Regions from separate parts of the Mus musculus genome. Here regions 1, 3, 4, 5, 6 and 7 are each linked to region 2. A link is a contact called in public HiChIP or PLAC-seq, capture Hi-C and promoter capture Hi-C data. All regions are on one chromosome and are shown on one strand. Each heading gives the region's core, a stretch centred on a gene start, on an enhancer-like site or on the middle of the called end of the contact. The rest is flanking DNA. Distances are from core to core; before and after follow the strand shown. Region 1 holds the start of Sumo2 (small ubiquitin-like modifier 2). Region 2 holds the start of Prpsap1 (phosphoribosyl pyrophosphate synthetase-associated protein 1). Region 3 holds the start of Grb2 (growth factor receptor bound protein 2). Region 4 holds the start of Gga3 (golgi associated, gamma adaptin ear containing, ARF binding protein 3). Region 5 holds the start of Sec14l1 (SEC14-like lipid binding 1). Region 6 holds the start of Nup85 (nucleoporin 85). Region 7 holds the start of Tmem94 (transmembrane protein 94).

The links. Promoter capture Hi-C pulls out the DNA fragments that hold promoters and counts their contacts. HiChIP or PLAC-seq counts read pairs in DNA pulled down with a chosen protein or histone mark. Capture Hi-C pulls out chosen DNA fragments and counts their contacts.
Region 1: a promoter capture Hi-C map of pre-B cells shows a contact between it and region 2, with 6 times the contacts expected there. The contact joins the promoter of Sumo2 here to the promoter of Prpsap1 in region 2. A contact is called at or near these places in 1 of 39 promoter capture datasets (pre-B cells), 1 of 115 datasets of contacts at active chromatin or transcription factors (astrocytes) and 1 of 9 other capture datasets (liver).
Region 3: a promoter capture Hi-C map of pre-B cells shows a contact between it and region 2, with 7 times the contacts expected there. The contact joins the promoter of Grb2 here to the promoter of Prpsap1 in region 2. A contact is called at or near these places in 5 of 39 promoter capture datasets (the C10 cell line, embryonic stem cells, hippocampal neurons and 2 more) and 1 of 115 datasets of contacts at active chromatin or transcription factors (bone marrow-derived macrophages).
Region 4: an H3K27ac HiChIP or PLAC-seq map of microglia shows a contact between it and region 2, with 6 times the contacts expected there. The contact joins the promoter of Gga3 here to the promoter of Prpsap1 in region 2. A contact is called at or near these places in 2 of 39 promoter capture datasets (liver and pre-B cells) and 3 of 115 datasets of contacts at active chromatin or transcription factors (bone marrow-derived macrophages, embryonic forebrain and microglia).
Region 5: a contact with region 2 is called in a capture Hi-C map of embryonic stem cells, with 4 times the contacts expected there. The contact joins the promoter of Sec14l1 here to the promoter of Prpsap1 in region 2. A contact is called at or near these places in 1 of 115 datasets of contacts at active chromatin or transcription factors (microglia) and 1 of 9 other capture datasets (embryonic stem cells).
Region 6: a promoter capture Hi-C map of pre-B cells shows a contact between it and region 2, with 4 times the contacts expected there. The contact joins the promoter of Nup85 here to the promoter of Prpsap1 in region 2.
Region 7: a promoter capture Hi-C map of pre-B cells shows a contact between it and region 2, with 9 times the contacts expected there. The contact joins the promoter of Tmem94 here to the promoter of Prpsap1 in region 2. A contact is called at or near these places in 4 of 39 promoter capture datasets (the C10 cell line, hippocampal neurons, liver and 1 more).

What each region holds. Positions count from the first base shown.
Region 1 is chr11:115,534,867-115,537,735 of GRCm38.p6, forward strand. It overlaps Sumo2 (small ubiquitin-like modifier 2), which reads right to left and starts at 1,364. Exons shown (of 4, transcript NM_133354.2): 1 at 1,232-1,364. The coding sequence starts at 1,252.
Region 2 is chr11:116,489,077-116,492,154 of GRCm38.p6, forward strand. It overlaps Prpsap1 (phosphoribosyl pyrophosphate synthetase-associated protein 1), which reads right to left and starts at 1,270. Exons shown (of 10, transcript NM_026364.1): 1 at 972-1,270. The coding sequence starts at 1,141.
Region 3 is chr11:115,707,217-115,710,039 of GRCm38.p6, forward strand. It overlaps Grb2 (growth factor receptor bound protein 2), which reads right to left and starts at 1,381. Exons shown (of 6, transcript NM_008163.4): 1 at 1,178-1,381.
Region 4 is chr11:115,602,018-115,605,172 of GRCm38.p6, forward strand. It overlaps Gga3 (golgi associated, gamma adaptin ear containing, ARF binding protein 3), which reads right to left and starts at 1,899. Exons shown (of 17, transcript NM_173048.3): 1 at 1,811-1,899. The coding sequence starts at 1,850. Mrps7 (mitchondrial ribosomal protein S7) reads left to right here and starts at 2,123. Exons shown (of 5, transcript NM_025305.3): 1 at 2,123-2,226; 2 at 2,704-2,895; 3 at 3,006-3,069. The coding sequence starts at 2,144.
Region 5 is chr11:117,113,687-117,116,582 of GRCm38.p6, forward strand. It overlaps Sec14l1 (SEC14-like lipid binding 1), which reads left to right and starts at 1,482. Exons shown (of 16, transcript NM_001166506.2): 1 at 1,482-1,665.
Region 6 is chr11:115,563,128-115,566,178 of GRCm38.p6, forward strand. It overlaps Nup85 (nucleoporin 85), which reads left to right and starts at 1,317. Exons shown (of 19, transcript NM_001002929.4): 1 at 1,317-1,435; 2 at 2,027-2,120. The coding sequence starts at 1,403.
Region 7 is chr11:115,764,018-115,767,105 of GRCm38.p6, forward strand. Tmem94 (transmembrane protein 94) reads left to right here and starts at 1,416. Exons shown (of 32, transcript NM_028014.3): 1 at 1,416-1,536.

The DNA of each region.
Region 1 (2,869 bases), core at 114-2,613, 950 kb before region 2:
CAGAAGCACTGATACTAGCAAGGCAACAATACACTTAGAAACTCCTTGCATAATTTGTGATGCATCTGAGGTTAAATTTTCTAAAATGGCATTATTTCCTGTCATCGCCCAAATTTGTCGCTTCCCATAAACACCAGTGTCCTTTCTCTTTTCAAAGCTACAACTACTAGAGTCGGTTTGGGGTGGGAGTGAGAAAACCATACCTTGTATTTCAAATTTTACTGCTACCTTCTTGATAAAAGTTAGCAAACTCTGCTCAATGATATCAAATGAACATATCTTTAAAAAAAAAAAACCGAACACACTCAACTGAGGGATATCCCGAGTCTCCCTTTTTACATCTTCCGATTAACGTTCGACTATATAACTGCTTCATTTTCAGTTCAGAGCTTATTTTCCCCCTCTCCTTTGCTGTCATGGCTGCAATACAGTCTTCGTGCAAGTATTCCCGTACATTGCAACCCCAACAGCAGTTCAGCAAATCAAATGTTTATGTCCAAGGATTCGATTCGTCCATCCTGTGTCCCCCTCCAAATAGAGTCGGGGCCAGAGAGTGCCCTGCCCTGGACTGATGCTGGTCCCCTAGTCCGCAGCCAAGAGTAGCCCGTGCCTCCGAGGGCGCGTTCTCAAGTTGAGCCCGTGTCTCTCTGCTCGCACCTAAGCCTCCAACCACAACAAGCCACATGGTTCCCGCCAGGGTGCGGGTTTCTGGGCGCACGGCGGAGAGCGCAGCCCCTCCCCCGCGGGCCCCTTGGGCCTCGAGCCGGACCGACTCTGGAATCCCCCACTCGGGGTTGCCGGAGCACACACCACCGATCCGGCGCGGCCCCAGCCCCGAGAGGGAAACCCCGGGCCGCACGACTCCCGCCTTCGCCGCCGCCCCAGACCCCGCGCGCCCAACGCTTTCCTTACACGCGCCGGGCGCCGCCGAGGAGCCAGCGCGGGGCCGCCGGGCCCGCGGGCTCCCGCGAAGCGCCGCCTGCCCGCCTCGCGCCGCGCCGCGCGCGCTCCGAGGGCCTGGGGGCGGGGGAGGGCGCCGGGCCTCCTCGGGCGCGGGCGGGAGGAAGAGAGCGAGAGAGGAAAATGGCGCGGAGCGCCGGGCCTGAGCCGCCGCTGGCCCCGTGGGGGGCCCCGGGCAGGCAGGGAAGCCCGCGGCGGGCTTCGGCCGGACCCCGGGCCGCGCCACCCACCGGTCCGCACGGTGAGGCGCAGCCGGCCGCCGCGAGCTCACCTTGGGTTTCTCGTCGGCCATGGCGAGCGCCGGAGTCTCCTCAGCTGCCGCTTCACAAAAGAGGCACCGGGTCCGCACTGAGGGAGCGCACAAGCAGCACCAGGAGCGGCAGGAGGAGGCGGCAGCGGTGGACGAGGCAGAGGGCGCGCGCACGTCGTGCGCTTCCCTCCCCCCGCCCTGCGTGCGCGAGCACGAGCATCCGGGGCTTCTCATTGGCTGCCGCTTCGCGGGAGCGCGCAACGCTTACATAACCACCCCTCCTCCTCCCCCCCACGGCCCGCGCCTCCGCCGCCTGGGCCAGGCGCCCGCCAGGTCGGCGGGAAGAGGCGCGGACACGCGCACCAGTCCCGCCGCGGGGGCGCGCCTGGCTCTGGGCGGGGCTGTATTGTCCTCCTTCTTTGGTGGAGCATAATCAAAATGGCTTCCAGCTGGTCCTCGGCGAGGACAGGAAGGCGCGTGGCCTTAGACGTGGGGTGAGCCTAGGTCGAGAACGGAAGGCCAACTCCACGTAGAAGGGGGCATCTCCATCAAAAAAGCAGCAGCGGGTTGTGAGAAAAACTCCTGTTCAGTAGGACAAATGCAACTCCCCCCTGCACATCAAACTTCCCAGTCCCTTCGTCCTTCCCCATCAACCAGCTTCCCACCCGGGAGCCTCAAATGTCTTCCAACCTGTTGGGAACCCTACTCTTGCTGTGGAAAACTGTTCTTATAGCCACTCAAAGGATTCCTTGCTTGTGGCCTGCCTCCCAACTTCCAGAGAACACAGTCCATCAGGGGAGCCGACCCAACCTGAAGCTCACGGGCCCATCAATCATTTCGTCCCTTAATCCAGTACAAAGTAGGAGTAGGATCCTCGCATTTGAAGAAAATCCTGCCCTCTGCTGTGCATGCCACCCTGTGGCTCTCACTTGGTGTTTTTATTTCCTGTACCCCTGTATTTTCTTCTACTACTGTGTTCCCACAGAGGGGGGAAATACCACGATTACATTACCACCATAGTGCTTCTTCTCGACCAAACAGCTTGAAAAAATGCCCATGCCAGCTGCTCCACCCCCTCAACTCCCACTCACTCCTCAATCCACTGCAATCTGTTGTTGTCCTCTTAGCTCCACTAGAACTCTCCACAAGGTCACCTTTGCTGAAACCAGTAATACGTCCCGTTTCTCACCCCTACTCAACTCCCTTCGACTCTGCACAAAACAGGCTTTTTTTTTCTGTCACCTTAGGCCAGTGGTAGCACACCTTAATCTTTTTTTCTTTATTAAACTTTATTTTAATTGTTTCTTTGAGTTTTAGTACAGACTTTTTCTGGTTTTTGGGTTTTTTTGTTTTTTTGTTTTTTTTTTTTTTTTTTTTGGTTTTTCGAGACAGGGTTTCTCTGTATAGCATTGGCTGTCCTAGAACTCACTCTGTAGACCAGCCTGGCCTCAAATTCAGAAATCCCCCTGCCTCTGCCTCCCAAGTGCTGGGATTAAAGGCATGTGCCACCACTGCAGCTAGTATAGACTTTTAAAAATTACTATATTTCCTCTACAGGGACGTATGAATCCCTTCCAATATCATCTACTTTCTAAACTCTCCTTTTCTAACTTTTTTTTTAATCCTCCTTGCATGTCTGTGGTGGCATAGGTGTTTAAT
Region 2 (3,078 bases), core at 20-2,519:
ATGACTTTAAATGTTCAAAGTCAAGTCATTTACGCCAGGGAGTCCAAGTGCGCACCTGAACTGCCAGCATCGGAAAGGCCAAGGCCAGAAATATCACACCATTTAGAGTGTGACCAGGGTCATAAGACCTTATCTCAGAAACCAAAGCCCATGATGGGTGTGGTGTTCCCGCGGCAGAAGCAGGCAGATCTCCCGGCTTGAACTCTTGAGAGTGCAAGCCTCATCCATTCACTAAGTTCCAGGCCAGCAGGAGCTACGATAAAGCTCTGTCCCATAAAGGAGAAGAGAAACGATACATATTACTAAAAAGCTTATTTCACAAAGGGCCCTTAAGGCTCTTTATACCAGGGCTCTAGTTTTCTCCAAAATTGAAAAGGGGCCTTTAAGTAGACCGGTTATTATCAGCAGGGCACCGGGAGGCTCTGCTCTGCAGGATTCTTCTCCATGATTTCCGCAAAGTTCAGGCTCACGCTCCCATCCCTTCCCCATAGAAGCACCCACAGTTTGTAAGTAAGGTTTAAAAAAAAAAAAAAAAATCACGTCCTTCATCCATCCAGCATCGGTAACAACAAACAAGCCTGGAAAGACATCTCAGGGCCCCCACGGTCCCCTGAGGTCAGTGGTTAACACACGCACACACCCCTAAGCAAACACTTTTTTGTACAACTGATCCTACACACTTGTAATCGCGGCTCTCCCCCCGCCCAGCCCGAAGTACTTCTGAGTTCCCTTCTCCCTGACTGTCCTAACCCTTCGGTCTAGGATGGACCCACATCGCCTGTCGCTTTAGGGACGCCTGGAAATGGCGATGGTCAGATTCAGGGCAAGCGCAGGAAACCTCTCTAGGGTTAAGAGTGCGCCGCGGCCCTGGGACGGGGTTGGGGAGTCGGCCCAAACCTGCTGCTCCCGGGTGCAAAGGTGGAGGTGACGGGGAGAGGGGCTAGGGCCACCCCGGGGACCACCTCGCTTACTCAGTGATGCGCTTGGCCAGTTCCGTGCAGGCGGCCGTGGAGTTGGCCGAGAAGACTCGGTAGCCGGTGCGGGCTGCGTTCATGGCCGGCGAGGCGGCGGGCCGAGCCCGCGGGACACGCAGAGCAGAGCACGCGGACAGCGGGGGCAGCAGCAGCAGCTTCCTGGGCATCCTCCGGCCCGAGGCGCGGCTACAGCGGTCCGCGCGGGGCCGCAGAGGGACGAGGCGCGACACAGATGCGTCCGGATCTCCAAGCCGCACCGAAGGCGCAGCCGAGCGCCGCAGCCTCCTTCGGACCCCGCGGCAGGCCGCGCCCCTCCGCGACACCGAGTCGAGCAGCTAGAGCGTCCGCCCCCGCCGCCATCTCGGAAAAGGGCAGGGAGGTGGGCATGGCATGGAGAGCCTGTTCTGACACAGGCGCCGCTGACTCGCGTGTTCGCCTGAGTTTGAGTCTCCGGGGACAGGTATTTTAATGTCCACTATTCTGGGAGGTGCAGCCATGTTTAGTGGTACTTATAAATGTTTTCAAATTTACTGCCAGGAACTAAGATGTCCGCCCAGGGACCGGAGACAATCTAGCCTCACGCCTCTATGATGAACGAGCCTCCGGCGCTCCCCTCCACGCTTGCGCAGGCTGGGATTTATTTGAAAAGGGACAGCCGGCCCTTTCCCTTTTGCGGGCACTTAAACTAACTGCTCCAGAATCTGGACGTGGAGGCCTTCCCTAGACGTTATATCTGTGTCTGCACGTGAGGCAAGGTTGCACTCCTGCCCGTTGTTGTTCTCAGTTCTCCCACCCGTCCCCCTCAACCCCAGCCAGCCGCTCTGCCCGCATGAGTTCGCCTTGTGCAAATACAGAAGGCGCGTGTGTTCATTTACTTTTGTGTAAATAGATGAAGTCGTTCCAAAGAGACATTTGAGCCTCTCGATCTATCAGACTGTTTGAAAAACGGACCCCCAAAGAAGTAAAGATCTTCCCCCACCCACCTCAGGAATGTCATGCTGGGAGAAAAAAAAACGTGACTCCCAAAAACAGCTTTCACAGAGCTCCAGAGACTTCTCAGACCACCTTACAGGCTGAGGTTGAAGCCCATGCAAGGGCGTCTCAATGATGGTCGGGACCTTGCCCTGGAAGGGACGGCTTAGGTGGCAAATCCTCGGCCTTCTGCTTACATTTTTATCTCACTTCTGGACGGAGGACAGACTTGTGGACTTCTCTGGATTCCTCTGTTCCTCTTACCGATGTTGCTAGGTTTAATAAATCTCCCTTTTCTGCTTTCTGTTTTCAGTTCGACTTTTAATTTTAATTTTAATTTAATTTAATTTAATTTAATTTAATTTGGCTTTTCGAGTCAGGGTTTCTCTGTGTAGCCCTGGCTGTCCTGGAACTCGCTGTGTAGACCAGGCTGGACTCGAACTCAGAAATCTGCCTGAACATTGAGTCTTTCTGTGTCTGTGCACCGTGCATACACAGTGCCTGCAAAGGCCAGAAGAGGGTGTCAGATTCTCTGGAACTGTAGTTTGGAGTCAGTTGTGGGCTGCTGGGTCTTCAGGAACAGCAGCCAGTGCTCTTAACTGCTGAGCCATCCCTCCCGTGCCCAAGTTGCAATTTTAATTAACATATTGAAGAAGGTGGCCAGACCTGACTTGGACTCAGATTGTGAGCCCCAAGGTTGATTACACTAGACCTAATCAGGAAGGGCCGATAAGCTCTCTGGCCTCACCTCATAACCTGTTTCGCTAGGCCTTTTCCCTTCCTGCTCTTTAAGTAGCACATGGCAGGTACCCTCTTCAGTCTTCCTATTCTCTCAGTGTTATTCAAGGGCCAGACACCAGGGACCACCATAAAAGGGTGAAGCTTCAGTGTCTTGCACGGAATCACCAATTGCTGATACATATCTTATGCAAGGAAGGGACTTACAAAACACATTCATGACCTTGGCAACCTGAATCTGGACCATGACCCTCGTCACCCAGTCCTGGGGCACCTGCTCAATAAACTATCCCTGTCTGACTGAGATTGGTGTTTGTGTGGCTTGTGAGGCGATTTCTGGCCCCCAACACATATGATCTTATACTATGACACATACCTGAGGAAATATGAAAGG
Region 3 (2,823 bases), core at 131-2,630, 780 kb before region 2:
GAACTTAAACAGCCCCCTACCACCAACACCACCACCCGCCCCCGCCCCCCTGGCTCCCAAGTAGCCCTCCTGGCTGCCTGATGAATACAGTGGACGTTAAAAAAGGAATGCAAACAGGGAAGGTATCTCCCTCCAAAAGAAAAGGGGATCTTAGAACGACGGAGAAAATGAACAGTGCCCAAACCAGCAGAAACTTGAAAATTATAACGGAGGAACAGCAAGAAGGGGAAGTAGATTTTTTTTTAAAGGGGGCGGAGGGACCAATGACTGGCGCTACAGATGCTTTTCGTGTCCCTAGTAGCGTAGAATGGAGACAGAAGGCAAAAACGGAAAAGTGAAAGAGAGGTGAAGAAGTCAAAAACAAAAAACAAAACAAAAAAACAACAACAACAAAACCCAGTTTCTCTAGCCTCTTTCTGAGTGTCAACAGCACCGAAAGATGACGTTGAACGCGCTTCGGCTACCCGGCAAACTGCACTGCTATAGCTTTTGAACACAGCCTAAAATCCCTTTCTTACCAACCCACACGACCTAAGAGTGTTGCAGGAACCAACGGGGCTCTCTCCCCAAAATTCCTTCCTTCCAGCATTCCTATCCGCTGCTGCTGCTGCTTCCCCCCCACCCCCCAACAAGTATTTTTTCCCCCTCAAGTCCTTCTAAAAAGAGAAGCGCCCAACTCTCACAAAGACCCGTCGGCGGGTCCGGGTAACAATCATTCTAAGTCACGGTGGATTCCCGCACACAATTCCACCGCAAGATGCCAAGAGGCGGTGACGTGGTGGCCTTGCAGGTCAAAGGAGCATCAATCACCACGTTAGCTGCGGGCACCGAATCCCCCGCCTCCCGGGCTCAGTCAGCCTGACTCAGAGCAGCAGCCTGCGCCTCTCGGCTGCTCCGGGCTCCCCAGCGTCCAGCCGGACGGCCGCCACACCAGACCTCCCCGGCGGGCCGGGTCTCTGCCCCCAGCGGGAGGAAGACCGGCACCAGGAAGGAAGCGCCCCAAAAGGGGAAACGAGGAGACGGCTGCGCAGCCGCTGCGCTCGGGTCCCAGCCTTCCCCGGCCCGCGAGCGGCCCTCCCCGGCAGCCCCGAGCAGCCCGGGCCCGAGCCGCTCGCCGCCGCGCGGCGCGGGGACCACGGAGCTCCCGCTCACTTCCCGCCCGCTCCCCTGCACTCACCGTGACGCGCCGTCCACTCCGTCACCCGGCCCGGCCCGCCCTGCGCTGCCGCCCGCAGCCGCCAACCTCGCTGCTGCTCCCTGACTGCGGCGCCCGCTGCCCCGACCGCCGTCCCGGCCGCAGCCCCGCTCGCTCTCGCCGCCGCCGCCGCCCGATCGCAGAAGCAACAGAGCAACCTAGCTTCCGCTCCTCGCCAGGGTCCCGCGAGAACTTCCCCACGCGGCCCCGCCCCGCCGCGCCCCGCCCCCGCGAGACTTCCCCCGGCGGAAAAGGCCCAGAGCGCAAGCGCTCCTCCTCCGCTCCGCCCGGCAGGTAGCCTAGAGGGGGGCTTCGCGCATGCGTCAGCTCGGCCCGCAGCAGGTGGCACGGACTCGGCTCCGCCCCTGGGCCGTTGTAACCCTCTACGTGCCGGAGCAAGTGAATTACAGCTCTGCTCTAGAGGAACGGCGCTTTCCACACTCTAATCACGTCCTTTCTACCAAAACAAAGCAAAGAGGCACCGAGGAGCGGGGAGAGATCTCAGGATGGCTCAACCCAAATAGAGGACCAGTTCTAGAAACGTTTGGGGATCTGGTTCGTGCAACCTGCAGTATTCGATGAATTGTTTGATTAGTCTGTTCACGCAGTGAACCACATACCCAGTGTAAGTAAGCACTGTGCTGGGTAAAGAAGATGAAACAACGAGCAGAGATCCTGGCCTTCAAGAGGTTAAATCGAGAGAAGCAGCAGAAGAGTAAACAAGTAATGTCTTGGCTGGAGAGACCTCTCAGGTCAAAAACTGCTTGCTGCTCTTCCAGAGGACCTGCACCCACACCAGATGGCTCACAACTGTCTGTAACCCCAGTTCCAGGAGACTTAGTGCCGCTGGCCTCTGATAGCACTAGCATTCACCTGCACACACCCTCATGCGCGCGCGCGCGCGCGCGCACACACACACACACACACACACACACACACACACACATACACACACAGCTATAACACTTACACATAGCTCTTTGGGGGAATGCTGAGGAAGCCAAAAAGATAGAGAAAGGCTGGCTCTGTTCCTCAGCCCACTGTATAAAAGACTTAACAAAGAAGGTGATGTGGAACTGAGTACTGGAGGGCGAGTAGGAGTTCCACAGCACAGGAGCCAGGGTAAGCGCTTAGCCAACAAACGGAATGGCACAGAACAGAGAGATGGATGGAGGCGTGAGAAAGTCGTGTTCTGTGCGATGCAAAGTGCATAGATAGGTTCCTGTGCGGGGCTGCCGGTTTTGGGGGAGTAGTAGATGAAGCTTGGAGAAGTACCTCTCAGTTCCAAAAGCTCTTTTCAATTATAGGAGAGCAAGAACACAGCCAATGTCAATGTGTTCTCTAGAAGCCAACAAAATACAGTTAAGAATACCCAAGCCTCTGCTACAATAATGAGTCCACTAAAATAAGGCAAGTGAATTGTTCTTTCGACAAGTGTTTACTGAACATCATTTGCAATTGAAAATGCCTTTCAGAGCAAAAGATGAAGCCAATGACTCCAGCAGTTTGCGATTTAGATAGAGCTACTTAGTTTCAAAGAGAAGAACGCTGGCCCTAAGTACCAGGGACCTACATATTAGAATGACCAGTTACAAAAGGGAGAGCTGCCCGGCAGAGGTGGTGCATGC
Region 4 (3,155 bases), core at 649-3,148, 890 kb before region 2:
TTGAAGCACATAACTAAGCAAGGGATAAGAGGGCTTCAGGGTTAATGAGAACAGTGTGTGCTGGTGGGAAAAGCATCACCAGGCCATCAAAGGAAAAGGCAGGTAATGGCCAGAGACAGACTGGGAGGAGGGTAGTGGGGTGGCAGCCCTGGAATGGTGGTAAGCTATAACTGCTCTCTTGGGAACAGCATGCAGAGTGGACCAAGGAGAGGCTGCTGCAGTAATTCAGGCAAACCGGAGGTGACAAGGACCTTCACAAAGATGGCACTGACTGGTTCAACGGACTGGTATAAGTCACACTGTCTAGTCAGACGGTGAAATCCCAGCAGTTCTAGATAGAGCAGAAAGAGCAGGCGTTTAAGGCCAGCCTTGGCGTCCTGAGACTCTGTCTCACAAAGACAAAACACCTAAGTCAACCCTGCTTAGCGCAGCTTAGGTCATTTATACTACTCCATTTTTCCTGTTACCGTCTGTGTGGTGAATCAATTCTGCTCTGGCTATTACCCAGTCACACGGTTCCAGGAAAACGGTCTGAGTGGAGGCAGAATGTCCTCTTTGAATTGTGGCCACAGAACCTGTTTCATTAAGTGAGATACTGGGTCTACAATTCCAATTATTTTCATCTTTCAAGAAGGGGAGCTGGGCGTGGTGGTGCACACCTTTAATCCTAGCACTGGGGAGGCAGGGGCAGGAGGATCTCAGTGAGTTCGAGGCCAGCCTGGTCTATACACAGCTGACTGGACACTGGGATCCTTGGGTAAATGATTTTAGCCAATGCCTGTAATCCAGCACTGTACACTCCCCAGAGAACTGTCACATATAGGGAGATGGCTCTATGCCCTGCCCGCAAACATCAGACACTGCAACTGTGATCTTACTTTTCTTTTGGGATGTAGCTTCCCTTAAAGCTAATTTCAATCTCCTGAACAGTAGTTCTTAAGGAAGGCCATGCCTCTAGGAACAACACTCAAGACATCAAAGAGACAACTGTATTCCGTAAAGGATTTCCAGCTCAGGGCTCTACAAAGACGTCTTACCTGATTCGTCTCCATTTCAGAGGCTCTCCCGGGGCTAGCCCTTAGTAAAGTTAATTTATTGACCCTTGATAAGGCGTGATTAACCAGCCTTATTAACCCTTACTAAATAACCTGGATGAACTGTCCGCTAACGTTAAACCTTATTCCTTTGGAGCAATGTACAAATTAGTAAAGATAGCAACACGTCGATATAGCAGCAGTCATTGTTTTTTGAGTTACTCAAGAGCGGGTTATCTCGTTAAAATGAGTGCGTGCATATATGTGTGTGTGTGTGCGCGCATGTGTGTTCCTTCAGTACATATTTAGCACGCTTCGTGGTATATTGTTCCCTGTAGTCGCGCTTTGGAAATGAATTCTCACTTCCAGCATCCTCACTGAGGATGGTCCCACTCTGGAAGCTGCCAGCTGTGTTGTGTGTGCGGCGTGGCACCGCTCAACCCTCCCCGAGGGACCTGTCCAATGCCCGGTCCCAGAGCACAGGCTGGGTGCAGCCCCACCTCAACCTCCCCACGACGCCCGCCTGTCAGCCCAAGGCGCCCGGGTGTCGCTTTCCGGGCCTGCAGGATCTCGCGCTGCAGGTGTCACCCGCGGGAGCCTGAGGACGCGCGGCGGGGAAGGGCCGCTGCTCGCAAGGGGTGTGAGCGCCGGATGCTCGCCGCGAGGCGACGCCGGGTGTGGACTGCCGCGGGCCGCCGCGGCGGAGGGGATGGCGCAGGGAGGGAGGAGGCAGGCCCGTGGTTGGAGGTCAGGTAGAGGCGGCCCCGGATACTCACTCAGCCAGGACTCCAGGCTCTCCCCTTCCGCCTCCGCCATATTGCAGCCGCCCGGTCCGGCCCTGCGCCCTCAAGCCTCGCGAGGTTCTGCGCGAGCAGGGCGGGGGCGGGGCCCGCATGGGGGCCTGAGCGCGCCGAGGGCTGCGGTCCACGGGCGCGCCGGACCGCGTCGGAGGCCGCGAGGGCGAGGATGTGTCTTCGCTTCTTCCTCAGAGGGAACCTCTGAAGGGAAACCCACGCCCGAGGAAAGTGCGCAGGCTCTCATCCGTGTCCTGTCGCTCACTCACGCAGGCGCGCTGTGGGCAGCCCTCCGAGGTCCTGACAGCGGCCAAGATGGCTGCCCCCGCGCTGCGCGCTCCGCTTCGCTGGTCCGGGCTGGCCCTGGGAGTGAGGTGCGCCGTCTGGAACCTTCCAGGGTGAGAAGGCAGCGCGTAGCCGGGACCGCCGCTCGGACCTTCACGGGAGGACCTGGGGAAAGGAAAGAAGCCGCAGGCGAGCTGCGCTGAGTTCTGGCGCGGGAGGGCACTAACTCGGGGCGCCGAGATGGCTGACTCCAGCCATTAAACGGGCCGGTTTGGGGGCTTAGTACCCTGTCCTATGCCTGACAGGCCGGGATGACCTAGATCGGTTCTACCCGGAGCCGAGAGTGCGGCCCTGCTAGAGATCGGAGAACTGGCTTGCGACGGAACAGTGGCCAGTTTCGGGGTGGGGGCTGCCTACCTCTTGGGACAAGGGTCAGAACTGCTGTCAGGTTAGCAGGCGGTCCCAGCGCCACCGTCCCTCGTCAGCGTGATGGCACTTGCGGCTTACTGTTAAGTCAAGCTTGTTCACTTTTGTGGAGTCACAGATTCACCCGTAGGGTTCTGTCTGCTTCCTCCTCGCCCCACTCCCAGGCTCACACAGGTGAGGGGGAGCCGCTATGCCCCCGAATTCCGGGAGCCCTTGATTGACAAGGAATATTACCGCAAGCCGGTGGCGGAACTCACCGAAGAGGAGAAGTATGACCAGGAGCTCAAGAAAACCCAGTTTATCAAAGCTGCGGCCGCGACTGAAACCAGCTCGGTGTTCGCAGACCCGGTCATCAGGTTTGGCGCAAATGCTCCTCTGCTGTGGGCTGGAACTCACCTGGGGCAGTTTTCTGCTGAGGGATCCGGAGTACAGCCCGGGAAAGCTAACCATGTTTTTCTCCTTGAAGCAAATTCACCAACATGATGATGAAGGGAGGCAACAAAGTTCTGGCCCGGTCTCTCATGGCTCAGGTAAGGCCGCTTCTTCCTCTTCAGCTTGTCTTTCTTTTCCCTCAGGCTTGGTGTCTGCGTTTTACACCATGGCTTCAAAACTAGAA
Region 5 (2,896 bases), core at 232-2,731, 620 kb after region 2:
TAAGTGAATTTCCCAACTCCTCTTAAGGTATCAGTTAGACTTCCCCTCATCTTTCTTTAGAAATCATTTGATAAAGACTATATCTGTTTTGTACCCCCGAGGTCTGTGCTTTCCAGGCTGTGAATTGGCCCCATCTTCCAGTCTCTATTTCCTGTACATTTGTGGTTCATCTATAGGTTTGTCAGAATGGTGTGTTCTGGATAAGATCATCTCAATGGGTGCTGCCATTCACTCCTACCAGGAGCTCATGTTTGTCTTTCTTTCTTTCTTTCTTTCTTTCTTTCTTTCTTTCTTCCTTTCTCTCTCTCTCTCTCTCTCTCTCTCTCTCTCTCTCTCTCTCTCTCCCTTTCTTTCTGATACAGGGTTTCTCCGCGTAGCCCCTGGCTGTCCTGGAACTCACTCTGTAGACCAGCCTGGCCTCGAACTCAGAAATCTGCCTGCCTCAGCCTCCCAAGTGCTGGGATTAAAGGCACCACTGCCCAGCTCCCACAGCATCTTTTAAAGGTGAATGTGATCCCTACACGTGGACATAAGTCATCAGCAGCCTGAGTAGCGCGGGTAGCAGTGCTGGAAAATGACGGTTTGAGTTGGAAATAAAGTGTGATCGAGCAATGAATGATATGTTTGTGTGGTGGGTAAACAGGTCCTGAAGGAAATTCCCAAACTCTTGTGTGCAAGTACAGCCATCCGGGGTGACTAATGTGAACGGAACAACAGTGACACTGATGGAGAAATTGTGTGTTGCTTCTAAAACTAGCTTTTCTGTGTGGGTGGATGCGCCAGGTGTCCGCTTATTGTCACCCGCCCGTCTTCAGGACCCCTAAATGTCTCCGTGTGTGGCTCTTAAATTTTAAAGTTGGAGACGCTGAAACGCAAGGCACACCTAGCACCCCACTTGAGGTCCCTCCCCTTAGAGCCATCCCACAGCCAGACATTCCCCAACCATCTGGACGTGTTGACAAGGGTGCTTGGGTTACACCCATCTCCTCCCCACCCTGTTCGCTCCATCACCATTACTAGGCCAGAATGCAATCAGACACTATAGCAGTGCAGGAAAAAAAAGAGGAAGCCCACGAGGAAGCACAGACGGCGCAAGCGCGCAGCATTCAAGCTGGAGGGCCGGCTTAGCTGACATTCCGTAGAGGTCCCAGTTCCCGCTCCGGCTGGAGTGCGCATTTGAATCTTTTCTGGGGTCTGTGGCTGCTAACTGCGAAGCCTCGCCCGCCGCCACGGCCCTTCCCCCTTCCCACTGACGCCAAGAGAAGGAGCCTCTGGGGCTCGCTCCGAGTCCTGGCAGACCAAGTCCTGAGCCCCTCCTACGCACGCGCAGATCTGTAACTCGCGCCGGCGCAGTACGGCCCTTAGCCAGCCCGGCGGCCGCCCCTCCCCCTCCCTAGCAACCGCCTCCTGCTCCTTCCCCCGCCCCCTCGGCCTGGTGTGCGCACGCGCGCCTCTTCCGGGCTGGCCCCTCCCTCCCCGTCACCCGTAACAACCACTCGAGCCCTCGCCGCGCCCCTCGGCCCTCCCGCCCCGGCCCCTGTCCCCGGAACCGGCGGTCGAGCGGCGGCAGCCGAGCCTGTGGCACGGCTCTCTCTTCGGGGAGCCGCCGGCATGAACGCATCCCGCCACCGCGCCGCGTCCCCGACCCGGTCCTTCTGACAAGAGGTAAGCTCGCGTCGTCGTGGAGGGTAGGAGCGCGCCCGGGTGTCAGTCCCTGGCAGGGTCCCTCTGCTGCGACGGCCCGGGGCGCTCGCCATCTCGGAGACTGCGGAGCCAGCCGGGTCCCTCCGCCGCCGCCGCCCCCTCCGTCCAGCCCCGGCCTGCAGGGAGGCGCTCCCCCGGGGCCGACCCTGGGCTGATTTTCAAATACCAATTATCATGCAACAGAGGCAGCCCCGGCCTCCTGTGCCATTTGGCGGTGGTCACTCCGGATGCCCGCGCAGGGCGTGGATCTGGACCAGACCTCCCCAAGCCAAGATCTGGCCCAAGTTCAGGGAGCTGGCGAGCAAGCTGGTCCTTCAGTGTAGTCACTTGGTTAAGAGTTTCTTAATAAAGGCATCACGCAGTGCTTGCATCTTCTCTCCTACCCGTCAGCACCCGGTAATCATCCTCCTTTTATTTGAGAGATACCCGAAAACTAATTTTCTCAATTAAAAAAATATAAACGATTCTTAGTCTCCCCTCCGCGCACCGGCGTTGTAAGGTTTACGAGAGTGAATGGAACGCGGTCTCTGCGCTCCAGGACGCGTCAGCGCCTGAATCGAGATTAATGAAGGCTTGAGTTTGGAGAACCGAGGAGTCTGGTTTGAGAGCTGGGAGTGTAAGATCGTCTCACACAGATGGAATCAGGAAAGGCGAACGGCATGCTTGAGGTCACCCAGAGTTATTAGCCATTGTAGTTTTCCAACTGTTGGAAGGTGGTTTTCCAACGTAACCTGCTCCTTCCGAGTGCTATGCCAAGCAAACATACCAGAGAAAGTTCCAGACCTGTTTAAAGCAATGTAAACATTGTAGAAGTGCAGCTCTAGATAGCAATCCTCTGAAGTCTATCAGCGTAGGGGTTTTTTGTTTGCTTTTTTAAACACCTGTAATTTGGGATACCGAGATACTGGGTTTTGAACTTTTGAATGTCTTTTGACTGTATCTAGGTAAAATAACATCCTTATTGATTGAGCCCCAGTGGGACTACTGGGCTCACTGGACTTTCTTTCCTTTTTATATTTCTGTTTGTTTTTCTCCTCCTTTAAGTAGGTGAGCAAAAGGTTCTAGATGACTCTGAACACACAAGGGTGTTTGCCCAGAAAGCCGCCCTTGCCAGCACCCGAGTGATTCTGTATGCAAAGCAAGGTTCCTTGACCTCAGACTTGAGCATGTAATTGATTGCCTTGCGGTTCTC
Region 6 (3,051 bases), core at 67-2,566, 930 kb before region 2:
AAACCCAGCACTAGGGAGGCATAGGGCTATACAGAGAAACCCTGTATCGAAAAACAAACACACACACACACACACACACACACACACACACACAAAACAGAAAAAAAAAAACCCAACCAACAAACAAACAAAAAAATAAAGACAGACAGACTAAGGGCTGGTGAGATGGCTCAGCAGTTAAGAGCACTGACTGCTCTTCCAGAGGTCCTGAGTTCAATTCCCAGCAACCACATGGTGGCTCCCAACCATCTGTAATGGGATTTGATGACCTCTTCTGGTGTGTCTGAAGACAGTGACAGTTTACTCACATACATGCAATCTTTTTTAAAAAGTTAATTATAAAATTTATTTTATTGTATATATACTGGTGTTTTGTGTATGTCTGTGTACTACATGTGTGTGCCTGGTTCCACAGAGGCCAGAAGAGGGCATCAGATTGCCTGGGACTGTTCCACATGTATGTGAGTGCTTTGAATTGATCCAGGTTCCCCGGGAAGAACAGCGTATGCTCTTAACCACTGAGCCAACACTCTAGCTCCCTAAATCACTGATGATTAGGATTTGGATAAAAATTTGACAGAAAGGTTTTCCTTTATTTCCTTAAAGTTTGTGGGAGTTTGGTTTTTGAGTCTGGGTCTCAGTTAGCCCCGATGCGAGCTCAACCTTGCCATGTAGCTAAGGCTGGTTCTGAACTCCCGATTTTTCAGTCTCTACTTCCCAAGTGCTGCATCTTCCGGCTTATGTTACTATGCCCTACTTCCAAGTCATGTATGACCACCAATTTAAGGTAGAAATAGTTCAGAATAATCCTAAAGAAAGAAAAGTTGCCAGTACATAAAAGATTGAAGTCCCGTTGTTTACGGATGTCATGTGTCCGAGACTAATTCCAAAATAAGCGCATTATACTGGTCGGAGTTCGGAAAAGGGACTGAGAATATTCTAATAACAGACCAGGAGGGAGGGATCACAACTACCGCTAAGAGATAAAGTAGGATTACAGAGACGGAGTAGCTCTCCAATCGAAATAGATGCGCCAGCACGCTTCTGCGCATGCGCACACCCTCCCAGCCACCGCCTCTCCCGCCATCTCCGGGGACCTTTCCCTCACCTAGTGTGGGACTGTCTGTGGCGCCGCCTGATCTACTGGGAACATTCCTTGAGGACCCGTGGGCCCTAGAGCCGTTTTCATGATGTGTTGTATAGGTTAGAATAGTGGAACATGTGTGAAAGGCTTCAAGGGGCTGTGTTTGGCTAAGACGAAGGGATCTGTTGCGCTAAGGTCTGCAGGCGCTGCGCAAGCCGCCCTGGAGGGGGTCCTCTTTGGCAGCTGTCTGTGAGCGGGAGGCCTGAGCGCAGAGAAGCGGCCGCGCGGCAGGGTCCCAGCCGCGGGGGGCACGGCGCTATGGAGGAGCTCGACTGCGAGCCCGCAGTAACTGTAAGGGCGATCGGAGTGGAGTGGCTTGGCTTGTTGCACTGTGAGGGTTACGTTTCTTTGGTCATTTCAGGCTGCCTCCCTACATGCGGGACGCACGCTTCTTCCCTGGACACAGTTGCCACCATCCCGAATGTCAGGTTAACTGGGAACTAGGTTATGGCAATAGTGGTCCCTAGGTCCTGTGAATACTGGCCGGCTCGCGGAAACCCCACTGCATCACCCTTGTTTTTATAACCTTTCTGCTTCTCTAGTTTTCCCCCCTTGGGCGTTAGAATGAGATTGGTGTAAGCCCCACATGGTCACTCCAAGGGATGAGTTGGCCTTTCCCTGTCCTGCTGTCCTAGTCCGAGGCTTAATAAATGCATAATTTGTTCTCACGGGAGACAATAGACTAGTTTCTGTCGCGTTGTATTCTATTCCTCTTGCACCTAGAAAATGTTTTTTTAAGTGTGTATATGTCTGAATATGTGCACAGCATCATTGGATACGACCTAGGCTGTTCGCCTGGTGTATGGTGTTCGCAGTTACACTTGGAAGTTGAATGGACAGTTGTAGGGCTAACAGCTCCTGTGCCTCCTTATGTCTTACTAGTGGATTCCAGGTGTGAATTCCAAGAAGAAGCAAATGTGTTTTGACTGGGGCCCCGGCGAGATGCTTCTGTGTGAAACTTCCTTCAACCAAACAGGTAGGCAGTTCTTTTTCACATCTGTCTTGGCACATTGGTTGACTCTCTGAGGCAGGAAACTGGAGTTATTTGGCAATATTTTTATTTTTGAAACTTTGTTTTTTTGCTATTTTGAGACAAGTTGCCCCTATGTAGTCCTAGTGGGCTTGTCTTTGTGCAATCTTTGTGTAGGTTTGAATTCTACATCTTCTTCCCTCGACTTCCAGAGTGCTGGGACTTGAGGTGTGTGGTTCAACACTTGACATTAAGTAATTTTTAAATTTTATAGTCTGTGTATGGGCATTTTGTCTACGTGCATAACTGTGCACCACTCCGTGCTTGGTGCCGCAGAGGCCAAATGAGATCATTGGATTCTAGGAACTAGAACTCTATATTTATGTGAGTTGCCATATGGGGTGTTGGGAGTTGAACTTAGGTCTTCTGGAAGAGCTGCCTGTGTACTTCTTGTTTGGTTTTGGTTTTTTGAGATGGTTTCTCCGTGTAGCCTGGCTGTCCTGGTACTTGGTTTAGACCAAGCTGGCTTTGAACTCAGAAATTACTTGCTCTTTTTTCCTGAGTGTTAGGATTAAAGGCAGGAAATTTCAGCCAGTTGTCTTAGACGCCAAACCATCTCTTCAGCCCCCTTCCTATAATTAACCTTTAGAAACGACCCATATAGCCCAGGTGTGGAGATACGCACCTTTTAATCCCAGCACTCAGGAGACAGAGAGGCAGGTGGTTCTGTGAGTTCACAGCCTGCCTGATCTACAGAATGAGTTTTAGGTCAACCAGGGCTACACAGAGAAATCTTGTCTTGAGAAACCCAACAAAAACAAGCCCAAAGAAGTGAGTTAGACTGCCTCAGCTGAAGGCAAAGTCCTGGGTTCAGGCAACGCTCGCTTGCAACCTTAGATTTTCTACTGTGCAGAAGAGTTGGCGGGGGGAATAGAGA
Region 7 (3,088 bases), core at 166-2,665, 720 kb before region 2:
TGTTTTATCACAGCAAGCGTAACCTTAACTAAGGCAGGATTCCCCAAGGGCTCCAGGTTTTGTGGAATGAAGTAGAAAGACCCCAGACCCAGGTAACTAACCAGTTCTGTGCAACAGACAGGGAAGCAGCATGGGAAGGGAGTGTTTGGGCTAAAGTTTCACACGGGCATGTATTTGCATATTGGCTGGGGGTTTTGTTTGTTTGTTTTGAGACAGGGTTTCTCTGTGTAGCCCTGGCTGGCCTGGAACTCACTCTGTAGACCAGGCTGGCCTCAAACTCAGAAATCCTCCTGCCTCTGCCTCCTAAGTGCTGGGATTAAAGGCGTGTGCCACCACTGCCTGGCTGCATTTTGGCTGTTATTAGCTGCAAAGAAATGTAAAAGCTCAGAGAGCTACTGAACAAAGTACTCCAGCATGTTTAAGACTGTAGTGAGTCCATGTGGCAATGAGCCCTGAAAGTGGCTATGTGGCTATCTCCATCATGTTATGAGCATCTATGGTTATGTGGAGAGATTTGGACTTCTCCATCTGTAGTGATAAACTACAGATGTTTGTGTTGAAGGTTTGTGCCAAGGTTCTATGAGTGTTCAAGGTAACAGCTGAACTGGTTTAAACAGAGTTAAATCAGTAAAATGGCTTCTTGTCTAGCCGAAAAGAGGGATTGTAATCGCATGATTAAATTCATTATTATAAGGAAGGGGCTCTTTTTTCCCAGGACCAGATATGACCCTTTCTGACTTCATAAACAGAAAAAAAAACTTTTTTTTTTTTTTTCTAAAAGCAACCCTTCCAGACTTAGATCTCTGGGAAAATGGAAGTAAATACTGACACAGGCTTATTTTGTTTTCCCAAGAGAGGGTTCCCAAGCGATTTCTCTAATTAGTCTAGAAAAAAAAAGTTGTTTTCAAGCTTGTTTTTCCTTTTAGATTTCAAATGAACTGAGGGTGAAATAACAGTATTGCTTTAGATTCTCCAGCTTTGGTTGGTCCATAATATTAGTACTGAGGGACTTTTAAAGATTAAGGAAGAATTGAAGAAAATACAGATAAGGCGATTTTTCAAGGGCCTCATTAAAAAATAATAAAGGGCAGAAGGTATCACCTGACCATGGCTCTAGAAAAATTTAGTGGGTAAACTAATGGGGAGGAAATTGTATGATTGCCTCTAGTCTGGTTCTATAGCGCTAAAAACGCGGGAGCTTCGTGCCGGAGATAGGACCCAGGCTTCCCCGGATCGCTTTAGAGTAACAATCACACAATTCCGCCAGGCTCCCGGAGGGGCGGTGGAGGTTACAGCTGAGCGCACCAAACAGCCAATAACAAATCAGAATCTTCCGCCTACCTCGAATTTCAACCAATCAGCGTCGGGATCTTTGGCTTGTTGGCCTGCGCGTCTGTTGCTGGGGGAAGGCGGCAAGCCTCCTCAGAGTTGCCCACAACGGACATGGCTGCGGCCCCTGGAGGCGGGGAGGTGAAGTGAGGAGGGGGCAGGGAGGGGTGAGGACGCGGGCGAGGAAGACCGTCCGAGGGGGCCCCGGTAAGTACGAGAAGGCCCGCGGCCCGAAGTGGGGAGCAAGGGGGCGTGGGGCTCGGCCTGCTGCGCCCTCTGAGTTCCTACCCGAGGCGAGGAGCGCCTGGGGTGTGCACCTAGCAAGTGGCACCAAAGGGGGTGTCTCTCTGTGCTGGAGGAGAGGGGCCGGCCGGCGCCTGCCTGCAACTCCGGGCCGGCTCCTTCCCTCACGTCCTCAAGGGTTTTTTGGTTTGTTTGTTTTCGTTTTCTCATGTCCCCTCTCTGTCCTGGCTTGCCCCTTGCCGGGGTCCCACGTCAGAAATAAAGGTTGTGTCCAACAAAGAACCCTTGGCCCAGGTCCGCCGTGGCTGGGCCCCGGGCCAGCGACTGCCAATCCTGATGCCACGAGTGTTTATTTGTAGGCCCCTGGGTGTCCCCGGCCCAAATAAAGGCGGTTTTCTGCCACAGCGCGCGCTGTGCTCGCCGCCCGGAGTGGACGGGATCTCTGCACCCGCCCGCCTGCTAGACACTGCGAGGGACTTCCAGTTCAGTGCAAGGCTGCGATGTTGCAGTTGGGGCGTGCTTCCCCGATTTTAGAGTCACATAAAGATGCTTCGGAAGCCAGCGTAGCACCACAGCCTTTGCAGTTCTGTAAAGCAGTTTCCCTGTTTTTTCCCTACCGCGAAACCCTACAGTTAAAAGCCTTGGGGGAAGGTTCAGTACCTAAAGCAACAACAAATAAGAGTGACGGAGGGAATAGAAAAGTTTGACGGTCACTTTCAGAGTCAGACCATTGTACAGTGTAGGCTCATCCTGGAGAACGAATTAGCAGTTCAGACAGAGTCCCCGGACACTCTGCAGTGGAATGTCACCGGCTGTATTCGCTGTCACTTCTCTCTTGGCAGAATTACAAGCAGGGGAACCTAGAGTCTGGCGAGCACTGCATTAACAAGCTACCTCTTTGATAATCAGTACCCCCAGGTAGTTTGAGAGGTAACTGCCCTTGAACGCCCGCCTCTGCACATTCCACTTGGTATAAGACCTCAATAGATGGTTAGAAGACAGGCAGGAGGCTGGCCAGGCCACAAGAGGGAAAGAAATCAGAAAACACTTGACATTTCTATTTTAAGTGGCTAGGAAGTGCCAGCTCCCAGGGAAGAGAGTCAACCTCAACCGTTTGGAAGGCTTACCTCCTGAAGAACGAATTAGCAATAAAGGTCACAGTCCTTGTGCTCCTCCCTGCTCCTTTCCCCTAAATTGGACTCCAGAATCAATTTCTATACAGCAGTCAGATGCTTACTGCCGACACGCTAGGTATTATTTAACCTGTCGTGGTCAGTGAGCTGGAAAGACCTTCGGGGCCTCTAAGGACACCCCTGATTTCCGAGTGAGAAGGCTCCTGGTCTCCCACTGCACCTTGCGGTAACCGGTAACCCCGTGTCGGTGGTTTTTATTCCGTTGCTATTGTGTCTGTGTTCTGTTCACTGCGCTGTCTTCCATGGCTGAAAAGATAAGTTTCTGTAATAGGGTTTGAAAGTCTAGTTTGCAGGCGGGCTTAAGTGAAGTAAAGGTTAGGCCG